2 separate regions of the Mus musculus genome follow, and region 1 is linked to region 2. A link is a contact called in public promoter capture Hi-C data. All regions are on one chromosome and are shown on one strand. The core of a region is the stretch at or near the end of the contact, and the rest is flanking DNA. Distances in the headings are between cores, read along the strand shown. Region 1 has its middle 6.1 kb from the start of Gm39375. Region 2 overlaps Elovl5 (ELOVL family member 5, elongation of long chain fatty acids (yeast)).

The links. Promoter capture Hi-C pulls out the DNA fragments that hold promoters and counts their contacts.
Region 1: a contact with region 2 is called in a promoter capture Hi-C map of liver, with 2.1 times the contacts expected there. The contact joins two enhancer-like sites. A contact is called at or near these places in 11 of 39 promoter capture datasets (the 3T3-L1 cell line, 3T3-L1-derived adipocytes, the C10 cell line and 7 more), 3 of 15 datasets of contacts at CTCF or cohesin (CD8 T cells, large pre-B cells and pro-B cells), 4 of 484 Hi-C or Micro-C datasets (bone marrow-derived macrophages and liver), 4 of 115 datasets of contacts at active chromatin or transcription factors (CD8 T cells and embryonic stem cells) and 1 of 9 other capture datasets (embryonic stem cells).

The regions. Positions count from the first base shown.
Region 1 is chr9:78,003,653-78,009,789 of GRCm38.p6, reverse strand. It overlaps a transcript of Gm34829 not described here. Among named protein-coding and RNA genes, the nearest start is that of Gm39375, 6.1 kb to the left of the region's middle. Within about 2 kb of position 2,944, at least 44 of the 459 cell types and tissues checked have an H3K27ac peak or open chromatin away from gene starts, as enhancers often do. A contact at or near this core is called in CD8 T cells and liver, where this site is marked.
Region 2 is chr9:77,953,303-77,959,999 of GRCm38.p6, reverse strand. It overlaps Elovl5 (ELOVL family member 5, elongation of long chain fatty acids (yeast)), which reads right to left. Exons shown (of 8, transcript NM_134255.3): 2 at 2,794-2,859. The coding sequence starts at 2,851. Among named protein-coding and RNA genes, the nearest start is that of Gm34771, 12 kb to the left of the region's middle. Within about 2 kb of position 4,814, at least 55 of the 459 cell types and tissues checked have an H3K27ac peak or open chromatin away from gene starts, as enhancers often do. A contact at or near this core is called in CD8 T cells and liver, where this site is marked.

The DNA of each region.
Region 1 (6,137 bases), core at 1,695-4,194, 52 kb before region 2:
GACATCACCTGAGCTCAGACTTTTCCTATGCTTACACTCAACACCCTTGAAAAAGGACTAATACCCTCCGAGTTACAAGATGGCCGCTGCCCCTCCACAGGTAACCTCTGCCCCAGGCAGGAAGATGCAAGACGCAGAAGAGGTGCATGTGTGGCCTTTCCAGGAAGCTGCTCTACAGACTAGTATTCTCAAGTTGGACAACATAGGCATGTGCCAGCTTCAAGAGTGCTTGAGAGATGGGGACACTTCCGTTTCGCAACTCAAATGAAATGAGATTCCATAACGAGGCGTGGTGGCCCCTGCTTATAATTCCAGCACTTGGAAGGAGGGAAAGGAAGATCAGGAATTTAAGGTCCAACTTAGCTACAGCAATAGCTACCACCTGGTCTCAAAGGAGGGCATGGACAGGCTTCATTCTCTTCTGGCGGCTGCAGAGGACCAGCCCTTGCCCTGTGCAGCTCTTCAAGGATGCTGTGTTCCTTTAGCTCCTCGGGTGGGATGGAGTTTCTCCTCTGGGTTGAATGTTGGAGCCTTGGTCTCCAGGGCAGTGCACTGGCAAATAGTGGGATCCAAACACTGGAGGCCAATAGGATGCTCTTGAATCTTTGGAGGGATGTCCTCAAAAGGACACTAAGGTATCCTCTCATGGCCCCCTTGTTTTCACAGAGTTTATTTAAGCCAGCCCGGCCCACTGGTCTCTCCCTGCCCCTCATTGCTTCCTGTATGCGCCTTGCCATCTACCACAGCCCCTCATCAACGGGAGTCAAGCCACCTGGATTTTCAGCCTCCACAGGTATAACTTAGTCAGACCTCTTATTTATAAGCTAGGCTCCTTTGTTACAGACATGACAAGTTGACCGGTCAAGCATGGTGGGACATGTCACTAATCCTAGCACTCAAGAGGCTAGAGCAAGAGAAGCAGGACTTCAAGGGCCATCTTCAACTGTATAGGGAGCTGGAGGCCAGCCTGGGCTACATGAAATCTTGTCTTTTAAAAAAGCTGCCTAATGCAGTTCCTTCCGCCATTGCAAAGCCAGCAGCACAATTAGAATCCTTCCAGCTTCAAGTCTTTCTCTGCTGTAGTGGGATACACTCTCCCCTTTAAGCCATGTAAGGGGCTGGAGAGATGCCTCAGTGACTAAGAGCACATTTTGCTCTCAAGAGGGACCTGGGTCTAATTCCTAGCACCTACAGGATGGTTTGCAACCACCCATAACTCCAGTCCCAAGGGATCCATTGTCCACTTCTGATCTCCTTGGGGGCCAGGTACTCACATGGTGCACATTCATACATGCAGGCAAACAAAACAAAACAAAACAAAACAAAACAAAACAAACCCTCGTACCTGAGATGAAATGAATGATGATAACTCCCACAAACCCACATTCCTGCTGGACTAGGTCCACCGGAATTAACATCCCCATCTCAGGACAGCTTCCCAGTCGCCTTTCCATGGACGACACCGTATCTACATCTTGTGGGTATAGGACAGAGGTGAGGCACGTTATTCAGCCTACTGCATGGACGAGCTCAAAATTTCAAAGAACAATTCAGGTGTTGGGAATGGATGTCACAAATATTGAAATTAGGATTATGTAAAGCACACAGTAAAAAGAGGGTTGACAGAAAAAAATAAAATAAAATAAACCCAAACAACAACAAAAACCCAAGCTGAACCAACCAACCAATCAACCAACCAACCAACCAACCAACCAACCAACCAACCAACCAACCAAAACCAACCAAACAAGAGGGCTGGAGAGATGGCTCTGAGGGTAAGATCACTGGCTGCTCTGGCCGAGGAGCCAGGTTCAGTTCTCAGCACCCACATGGCGGCTTACAGAGTCTGTAACTTCAATTCCAAGAGATGAAACACTCTCTTCTGGCCTCCGCAGGCAATGCACACACAGTGCCCAGTCATCTACGCAGGCAAAACGCACCTAGACACGCAGAGAAACAAAAATCCTAAGCAAAGAGCTAAACTGCAACAGGCATACACACCCTAGTTACCAGAGGCAGCACTGCTTAGCCAGGTGAAGGAGCCAGAGCAAGCAGTAAAGTATTATGGGATAGTCATAGTCTTTTTCTCTCAGAACTAAAACACTTAAACCACAGTGTGAAAAACAATATATTAGCATTCCTTAAACTGGTTTAAAGACTTGGTTTAATGATTTTTAACAAGAAAGATTCATGTTTATTATTATTATTATTATTATTATTATTATTATTATTATTATGCATGTGTGAACCCAGAACTTCTTCAAGAACTTGACCATTGAAACTTTCCAGCCTCATCTGCTTGATTTTCATGAAGGGCTGGGGCAGAGCATACAAAAAGCTCCACACAGAGATGTGGCCACACAGAGAATCTGGAGTTTAAGTTGAGGAAAAAGGAACACGACATCTACATCCAAGGAAGAATAGATCTGGTCTACAGAGTGAGTTCCAGGACAGCCAGAGCTATACAGAGAAACCCTGTCTCAAAAAACAAACAAACAAACAAACAAAAACACAACAAAAAACAAAACAAAACAAAACAAAAAAACAAACAACAACAACAAAAAAAACCCAAACAAACAACCAAACAAAAACAAGCAAACAATCAAAAGAATAGATTTGGGACCGTGATTTTATTGACCATTTGAGGATCGATACAAGAGGCAAGAACCAGATGCTAGGGGAAGGTCCCAAGTGAGCATGCTTCCAGGACTTCACCGTCTTGGCTGACCAGCGTCCTTGGGTGGATATGCTGTTTACCTAGAGGGTTCTCGGCGTCTCTGGACACCACCCACCTAGCCCTGGGAAGCATCTTGTGTCCAGGCTGTGCCATTCCAAACTGTCCCGGGCTAGCAGAGGAATTCAGCAAAATTGCTGCCCTTAAGAGTCTCCTGTACCGTCAACGAACAGGCCAGGCCAGGCCAGGGGAACACTGGCCAGAAGGTGGAGCCCACGAGCCTGGTGAAGTGCGGAGGTGGCAGTAGCTAAGGCTCAGTTCCAAGGCCTTTGCTGGGGGATTGGCAAGGCGCCATTAGGAATATAGCGTTGGTTTGCTCTCTTGGGTATCCAGGGCAGCTCAAGGTCGGGAGTATTCCAGGACAGTGTGTTGAGGCTTGCGCTGTGGGTGGCTGCTATCTGTTCCACCAGCACAGATTTCCAAAGGCAGGGTCACTTGGGCAGGTGATAAGCTTGTTTGTGGTTTAAACAGTTTGGGACCTATTCGCTTACATGGTTGTTGTGCTTCATCTAGGTTAACTGCCTTAACTGCCTGTCCTCCTAACCCTTGAGTTGCAAAGAATGGAAAGAGGACAGCGGAGAGACAGGGAAGCAAGCGGACCGTCTCCAGCCTGTGCGCCTGACTCAGTAGACTGCGGCGCTGGCTCATCCTGGGAGCGCAGAGGGAATGTCAGCCTCACACAGCCTGGCACCTTGTGCAGTGACACCTTCAGGGTTTGTGGGGACAAGCCGCCTGCCAGACACACGGCTTATTATAAGTCAGATGATACAAGTTTACATATGAATATGAACACAGGCAGCTTGAACAAGCCCAGTGAGGCTAATGAACTTCCTGATTGGCAAAATTAGAACTCTGATGCAAAGCATGGTTAGGATATGAAGGTCTTGGGTTCTGAAGGGAGGAAAGTCACTCTGGTAGGTAAGAGAGGTGAAACTCGGTGGCCTCGGTGGCTGACAAATTTAGGGTGCAGACGGAGGGAATTCGAAGAGCCATGCTCATACTGCGTTTGTGGTCACAATAAACAAAAACCAGTAAGCTAAAGAAATAACTGGACTATATGATGTTTATTAGACTATCTCAAACCCAGAAATGAATACACTATCTATCTATCTATCTATCTATCTATCTATCTATCTATCTATCATCTATCTATCTATCTATCTATCTATCTATCTATCTATCAGTTTGCATATGATATGGTGTCATTAAGACAAACTATTACCAAATAATATCTTGGGCTACAAAGATAGCTCAGTGGTTAAGAGCACTGGCTGCTCTTGCAGGGACCCAGATTCAAGTTCCCCAGCATCTTCGGGGCAGCTTGCAACCGTCCATAACTGTAGTTCCAAAGGGTCTAATGCCCTCTTCTGGCCCCCGCAGGTACTGCACACATGTCCCTCTAGAGTGGTCCAGCTTTTCTTAAGCTTTTGTTACTTATGTGTGTGTGCATGTGCTGGTGTGTGCATGTCACAGCACACATGCAGAAGTCAGAGCACAACCCACAGGAGTAAGTCCTATTCCTCCACCATGGGGGCCTAGGGTTCAAAATCAGGTTGTCTGAGCTGGTGACAAGCACCCTGATCCACTGAGTCACCCTAGCCAGTCCAAGATCTAGTCTTTTAAACCCCTCTTCTCTGGCCCTCGGTCACATGAGATATGAAGCATAAATGATAATCAATCACCTATTTAGTTCTGTGGACCACAGGAAAATGGTTTTCTTGCTATAAAGTGGTTTTGCTTTTTGATTTGAGATGGAGTTTCCCATATCCCAGGCTGGACTCCAACTCACACTGGGCATAGCTTGAACACATGTGACCTCAAAGCCAGCCTCCACAGTGACACACCTCCTTCAACAGGCCACACCTCATGGTGTCACCCTCCATAGCCAAGCATTCAAACACACCGGTCTATAGGGGTCATCCCTATTCAAGCCACCACATTCTCCTGACTGTAGAAATGTATTTTCTGCAGGCACATAAACTTCTTTGCTTCTCCTTGGCCTCTAGGTCATATGGGCTTATCTTCAGATGCAGCCAAGGTGAATCAGAAATCTGGGGGAACAAGCTGACTTTGTGAAGGACAACGGGAAGGTGGCTTTGGCTGGTAACTGGTTTTTGCTGATTTTGAATTTGCGTGAGGATGTCTCACTGGCACAGGGGAAATAGGGGGAAAAAAAACCCAGCCTTTTTTCTTAAGATGTGAAATGTTCTCTGAGCTTTGGAACCTCCCAGAATGTTAACCCTGGCTGACAGCATGATTTAGAGTGTAATCATTTCTTTCCTTTCTAGTTTCACTCTGTCCTTTTGGGCAGAAGAGATTGTTCTCTTCATTGACAAGCTCAGATTCTCCCTCCCTCCCTCTCCCTCCCTCTCCCTCCCTCTCCTTCCCTCTCCCTCTGTGCCCTAGATAAGATGGTAAGTTTTGTTAATCTTTCTTTTTCCTACAAAACCCACAGCATCATTTTGTAGGCGGAAACACGGCATCTCAGCGAATCTAAAGGATTTTCTCTAAGATGAACCAATCAGATACACTAAATAGAAATACATTATATGCGCCCTTATAAAAGCCCAGTCATTCTATTTAGTGAAACCCAGAACTGTTACACAATGAAATATGAGGCTAATTTTAAAGCAAGTCATGTGCCCTTCCCATTGATCAGACCCACATACAAGGCAGGGATTCCACCTTGTATGCAAAAGCCCAGGTTAATCAGAAAGCTCTGCATGGGCGATGTGGCTGATTGCAGGAACACAAGCCTCATTTTCCAGCCAGTCCAGTGCTTCCTATGCGGAGTGCCCCGAGTGAGACCCATGGGCAGGAAGCACAGTCCTCAGCCAGGACCGGCTTTTTGTCACCTGATGTCTAGGACCCAGGCTTCCAGGGTAGTGAGATGCTAATAACCTCTCACTGAGGTGCCTGATCTGCACTAACCAACTTCTGTGAAGAAGGCCGCTGAAGCCATGGTTCAGTGTTCTTTGGACAATGGGTAGGGAAGGGAGCAGACAGCAGCGGGGCTACCAATCATCCACGAGGTAGCCTAGGGTGGAGGGACACTCACACTGATGGAAGGCAGCCACCTAAGCAAAATGTTAGTTCTCCAGTTCCATTCTGGTGAACTCTTTTTTTTTTTTTTTTCTGTCCCATGTTGTTTTATACCAGCTGTTCTCAACCTGTTAGTTGTGACCCCTTTGGGATTGAATGACCCTTCCACAGGGGTTGCCTAAGACCATGGGAAAACCACAAATATTTACATTATGATTCAAAACAGTAGCAAACTTAACAGTTATGAAGCATCAACAAAAATAATCTTATGGTTAGGGGTCACCACAACATGAGGAACTGTATTTAAGGGTTGCGGCACCAGGGAGGTTGAGAACAAGTGAAAGGATGTTCCTCCTCCTCT
Region 2 (6,697 bases), core at 3,565-6,064:
CCTCCCCTGGCCTCGCAGGGAAGAGGAACACGCTCCCTTTGGGGAACTACATGCCAGTCTTCCTTCTATGCAGACACTTGACCCCGTCCAGCCAGTCCGCCGCACCTTGCTTTCACTTGTTTCAGTCAGAGCTGCTGCCTCTACTCCCCACGCCACCAGTTATGATACAGTAGTGGCGGATGGCAATGTTGGTCCTTCAGGGAAGTGGCTGGCCCCAGAGACCACAAGGAAGGGGCCCCTAACACCTTTTGATCTCAGCTCTGGGCCTTAGCAGTATATGCTGAGAAAGTAACGTTTTCACTTACCAGCTAGCGAAGCTAAGTATTTACCTATAAAATTTCCATATCCTTTACTTAAAGGTTCAGCTCAGCACCTTATTCTTTTGTATTGTGTATTTCCAAGAGCACCCATAGCAGCTGGTCACAACCCTAGCCCCAGGGCAAGCGTTCCTAAGGATCCAGGTAACCATGGCGGATCACTGCTCTGTGTGGTTTCTCGTGCAGAAATGGAATGTTGGGGTAATTGTGACCACTAAGCTTTCTTTTTTCTCCAGCTTATGCAATGAACAACCATCTTCTTCCTGTGGTGGGTGAACAGCCTGAGCTACTGGAATCATGAAGGTGGTCATCTTGAGGACGGATGAGAATGGCAAAGTGGAAAAATACAAAGAACAGGGTTCTTGGTTACGGCCACAGTGCCCTTGCAATGGGCTCCTCTACCTTGCAAAGTAGAGCACTTATCACTTTTATTACTTCAGACAACTAAAGGCTGAATTTTCTGACTCTTTATAACCAAGTATGAAGGCACCGTTTCAACACAGGCAGATGCAAAGGCATTTCATTGTTCTTTTTCTGTCTCTCACAGTATAGCTCGGAATGGCCTGGAACTTGTTACATGATTTGTGCTACTCTCAAACCCATGGTTTTCCTGCTTCCGCTTCCTGGGTGCTAGGATGACAGGTCTGAGCCAGCACTGCCAATGTAACCTGTTCTTTCAACAGAGTACCCTCTAGTCTAACCTGCTCCTTCTCCATGGGCAACTACCTGATGCCTGATCTTAACAATTCTCAGAAGGGCATTCTTCATGTATCTTTGCAAAATGATCAAGTATCACTGTAGGATGACACTGTAGGATGACAGTTTAAAGACCGCGCATTTTACCTGCCACAGAGGCAGAGAGGCTGTACCAGGTTAGACGCCCCACACCCTTATTCTTACGGCAGATGGTATCAAACACCTTTCATCTTTCACCCACTGATGAAGCTCTTTTGGTGTTGTTTTTTTTTCGTTTTTTTTTTCCTGTATCTTAAAAATGAGTGAACCTGAGAGTCCTCTGTTCTGATAAGAAGCAGTTTACAAGCAGCTGCCTAGTTAGGGCTTTGGGGGAAGGGACCATGAGATCCCTGACAGCACTAATGGGTGAATCTGTCACTTGTTCATCCTTGACTGGACTACTGAGACATTGAAAACCGTAGAAGGCGGGGCCTGGCGGGAGAGGACAGATCAACACGGCTTCCCTTTGAAGGGAATATCTTATCCTGTCTCTGTCCTTATACACTCTGCCTGCATCCAGAAGCACGGTTCTACTCTGCCATGCTCTTCCAACAATGGCCAGCCTTGTCTCCGGCCCAGAAAGGTAAGGATGGACCCCTCTGAACCCAGAAGCCAAAATAAAGCTTTCCTCCTTTAAGTTGGTTTTCCAGGTTATTTTGTTGGTGATGGAAACCTTATACATTTCTGTGAACCCCTTGAAAAGTTCTTTTGTAAAGAAAGTATTATAGAGAATACTAAAAGGCCATGCATAGCTACTTCAAAAAAAAAAATTAAAAGAACAAATAATGAAAAGCAGCAGTATAGCAAGGGATTTGAAGAATATATGGCATGATGTGAAATGATTTGTTAATTAAAAAAAAAAAAGGCAGTGGTGGTACACAGCTTTAATCCTAGCACTTGGGAGGCAGAGGCAGGCAGGTCAGCCTGGTCTTAAAAAAACAAAAAAAATCCTTAAAGCACTATTAGAGATATGGAAACTGACGGGTGATGGGAGGGGCAAAGGAGAGGGTAATGGAGGGAAAAGAACTTCATACATTCTGTAGACGTGGAAATGCCAAAACGAAGCTCAACTGTGTGTACAATTCACACATGTCAAAATAAACGATAATTCTTTGAAACTTAAATTTAAAAATAAGAGTAAAGTCCTGTGGGCTTATTGCATTACAGCACAACAACAGCGCACGTCCCCTCACACATGACGCTGTGGGTTTCATGGCCAGCACTGTATGCATATACTTCTGTCTGGCTGTGGTGCCTCACAGACACTTAGAGTCTAGCACTTGGGAGAGCTGAGGCATGAGGATCTAAGGGGTTCGGGGCTGGCCTGGGCAATAGGTCAAGACCCAGTTTGTAGAGAACAGCAGCCCTCAGAACTTTGCAAGGGAGAGAGCATTTTGTCCTCACACTGGGCGTGTTCAGAATGCACCGGCTTGGTCTCCTCTAGAGAGTCAAGATCTCAGGAAATCGTACCACCATCAACCACTGTGAAATCACTGGCGTTCACGGGCTGCACTATGGAAGCTGAGCCGGCAGAAGGATGGCACAGCCATAAGGTCTCCACCTCGAGAGCCAGGGGACAGCATTCAACTAACAGAGAACTTCACAAGGTCCTTAGGACTGGAGATAAAGTTTTGATCTCATCTTAGAAAACAATTTCCAAGACCTCATGCAATATTTACGAGAGGCTATAAAGAGATGGGAGGGGAGCCGCAGATGAGAGCTAAACCAGAAGCCAGCTTACCTCGGGGGCCCAGGAAGGCCTTGAAATAGGTACTGAGTGACGCATCGAAATGTTCCATTTTAAAACCTATTAAAGAGAAAGGAGACATTGATTACTGTCTACTCAAAATACTTCTTACACGCATTTTCCTGAAAGAACAAGAACAAGCCATTTTCAACGGTGCAAAGGCAAAGGCTGAATTCCTCATGCGAAACCAAAGCTGCTCCCCACCCCTCCACGCATGCAACTGTGCGCACTGAAAACCACAGCGGTGCAGCCTATGAAGTCACATAAAAACCAAAACAACAAAAAACAAACAAACAAAACCCAAAAAACCCAACCAAGTCCCAGTTTCCTAAACTTCTCTTCTCAGTTCCAGAGCAGCCTTCCCTGTGGTGCTAGACCTCGGTGTGAAAGAAGAACTGGATTGAAAGGTGGCAGACATCCATCCCACAGGGGAAGGACACTGAAAACAGCAGGAGAGGAACTGTCCTTGCTTGTCACCAGATATATTGTCTATATTAAATACACTTAGGCTATACATAGTATATATTATATACAATATAATTTAAAATATTCTGTGTGTGTGTGTGGGGGGTATGTATGTGGAAGTCTGAGGATGAGTTTGGGAATTGGTTCTTTCCTCCTATCACGTGGGTCCACAGGGCTCAAACTCAGATTGTCACACTTGACGGCAAGTGCCTTTTCCTGCAGAGCCATCTTGTTAGCCTAAGCCACCCCCTGATGCCATTATTAAGGTATTTACACACACACACACACACACACACACACACACACACACACACGCATGCACATACACCCTTCCCCGCTGCCTCTCGTCTTGCTAGTCCTCTTACCCTCCCCCAGTCACCTGTACTCCCCAATACCCTGTCTGACTCTGCTCCCTGCTTAAAATTACTTGTCACCTTCGTTTTTTACTTTAAATACTTCATGCCCACAGTAAAAAATTAAAATATTAAACATCATGTCCTCCAACCAATCAAGTCAGCTCTAAACGGAAGGAAGCCAGTGGAAGTGCTTGAATAAACTGTTCCAGAAAGGTCTCTCCTTTGGAGCACACACACAAAGGCCACGATAAACACATTTTTGTAAATTTGGATCGTAATCCAATAGCAAATGACCGAGTCAATTTAGCACTGATCACAGTCGTGAGTCAAGGTGTCCAACCTTAGGACTCTGATACTGCGCCGGGTGTGGGAAATGCATACATCTGAGGCAAGACAAACTGACTTGAGGCTAGCCTGGGCTAGCCATAGTTCCAGGTCAGCGGGGGCTACAAAATAAAACCTTGTCTCAAAACAAACACACACACACACAAACAATTCAGTTAAATTTAATGTAACTTTAATTTATGGTTATCAAATTCACAATCGTGTGTTTAGTTATGCTGCAAATATAGTTGCACTGTTTTACACAGAATCAGTCACTGAGCCTCCAGTTCTTCTGAAAACCTTCAAAACCATTTCTAAGTATTGCCAAACCTCTAGGGAAAGGGCGGGGCATGGGGGATGGGTAATACTTCAAGAGAGAAGCTTGGAAGATTTAAGAGACTATCTAAAACATCAACAGCTAAATGAAAACATTAACTAAATATCAAGGATCTATTGCCTCCCATGTCCAGGAGAGTGCAAACAGGGACAGATGTTCAGCAGCATCACCTAGAACAAATGATGTGCCCAAAGGGCACAAGGACCCAGGTCTGAAGCACAGCAGATGTTGGAACACACTTCCTAGTAGCTGTACACACCCATTTAATGCTACACAGTAGGAAGAAAATTCAAGTCACAGCGTTCTGGATTCTAACATCAGGAACAGTTCCCGGAGAGGGAACAATACAAGAATCGTTCAATCTCCTTGTTAACTAAGGCTTTTCAGTTTTCTAAGCAGAAGCCACAGGAAAGCTGGAAACAAGAGCATAGAAAGGCTTTAAAATATACAAGGCTAACCGACTGGGTGGGGGTGGACAGCGGAGGAGAGCCATTAGTGGATTGGGAAAAAAAGTAAGTTCCTGGAACTGCTCTGAATGACCTAAGATTCCAAGGACAGCAGCCTAGGACAGAATCCAGTTTGAGAATCTAGGCTAACATGGCCAGAGAAAAGCAGAAAAACCTAAGGTCAAATTTCAGTCAAGAGTACTGAATCCAGCAGTGGGCTTCAGGAAAGACTTGTGGGTTTAGTATCTGGAGACAACTGAAGACAGTGTCTGGCCTGGATAACCTGTCTAAACTGCTCTGCCGTGGAGGCCTGCAGGAGCTGCCTCACATGGGGGTCCCTCTTCAAACGCACACCCAGGAGGAGACTTTGCCAGAGGGCCACATTTGTTCTTTCGGTGCCTTCCTTCTCAGCTGCACCACTCTCCTCCTGGGTTTGCAGAACTTTTCTCAATCAAACTTAGGAACAGTGGAAAAAGCCAACAGTCTTTGGAGAGCAGACATGGCGAGAGTCAAGAGGGATCTATGCCACGGATGGGCTCGCTGCCCCAGTGATGAAGTGGGGGTTGAGCCATGACTCACCAGGCTGATTCTGACAAGGCAGGTATCTTCCCCCACGCCCACACCCACAACTGAGTGTGTCTATACACTCTTTACAGCTACGGCTGCTGCTCCTCTAAGGTACAAAGACAGGCTGTCACCAAAGGCTTGTATCACTCACAACCACAATGCCACGCTTCTGCCCAGCTATCACCCATCCACACCATTCATTTTTCTTTTTCATTTACACCTGGACACTTGCTGTCTGCATCAGGTGCCAGGCACGGAGGACTTAAAACCCAAAGAGATACAACAGCTCAGAAGACAGAATTTAAGGTCCGGGAGAAAAAACATTCTACACACAAACAGGATCTAAACGGTTTCAATGACCTGCAGTTGACTGCAGCTCGAGAATATTAGACTGAAAACAGCAGAAACGTTTTAGGCTGGTGTTAGACTGTACAGCACTCCGAGGAAAGAGGTGCAACCCACACAACCCTGCCTGGAGCACAAACTGCTTTGTCCAGCGTATCCCCATTATGCTACATGCTACCAATGGGACGAACAGTTAGTGACATCTACTTATCAGCCTGGCTGTTCACACAGCCTTTACTAATGATCTTAAAAAACACTGATGCTGGTGATTTGGAGATGTCACAGTAAGCCTCTTAAAGTGTGCTTTATGTGAGAAGGTGAAAATTTGTGTGTGTGTGTATGAAAGAGACAGTGATAGAGAGACAGACAGACAGACAGACAGACAGACAGACCTTAGTGTGTACAAGCTTTTATATAACCTCTGGCTTCAGGCATTCAGTTTGAGGTGGGTCCTGAGTACATCCACGTGGCTAAGAGAAACAACTGTATTAATGACAGGTACATATATGAAACCTGAGACACTGTTACACAAGAAGAAAGCCGGGTGAAGGGATGGAATGAACCTCCATATGGACCTTGTTTTCAGAAATGGAGTTCTGACCCAAAGACAGCAGGTGTACATGCACGAGCCAGCCTGTGTCCATCACGAGAAAGGGCACTGCACCCCTTTCAGAGAAGCACAATGACTCCCAGGCTTGGGTGCATCTGGCCGGGCTCCACAGAGGGCAATCAAATGGCACACCTTGCAGGGAGCATGTGGCTAATGCCTTGGGAAAGACGAGGGGTGCCCATCCTTAGCTGCTCACACCCCCTCTATCCCCGACGCTGGCCGTGGACGGCCTGCAGCACTACGCCCTTTCCAGTCTCATCTCCCTCACAGCCTCATCTGCCCTGCCACAGCAGCAGTATAAGGGGTGTCTTCCCAGCCACGCTGGACTGACCCACTGCTGAAGTAGCCTTTGGGATATACTCTCACATAGGTACAGAACCCCGGAGAACCCTTGACACTTTGCCTAGTCATCTGGAATTATGGGAACGCCATGACCCAATTTACAAGA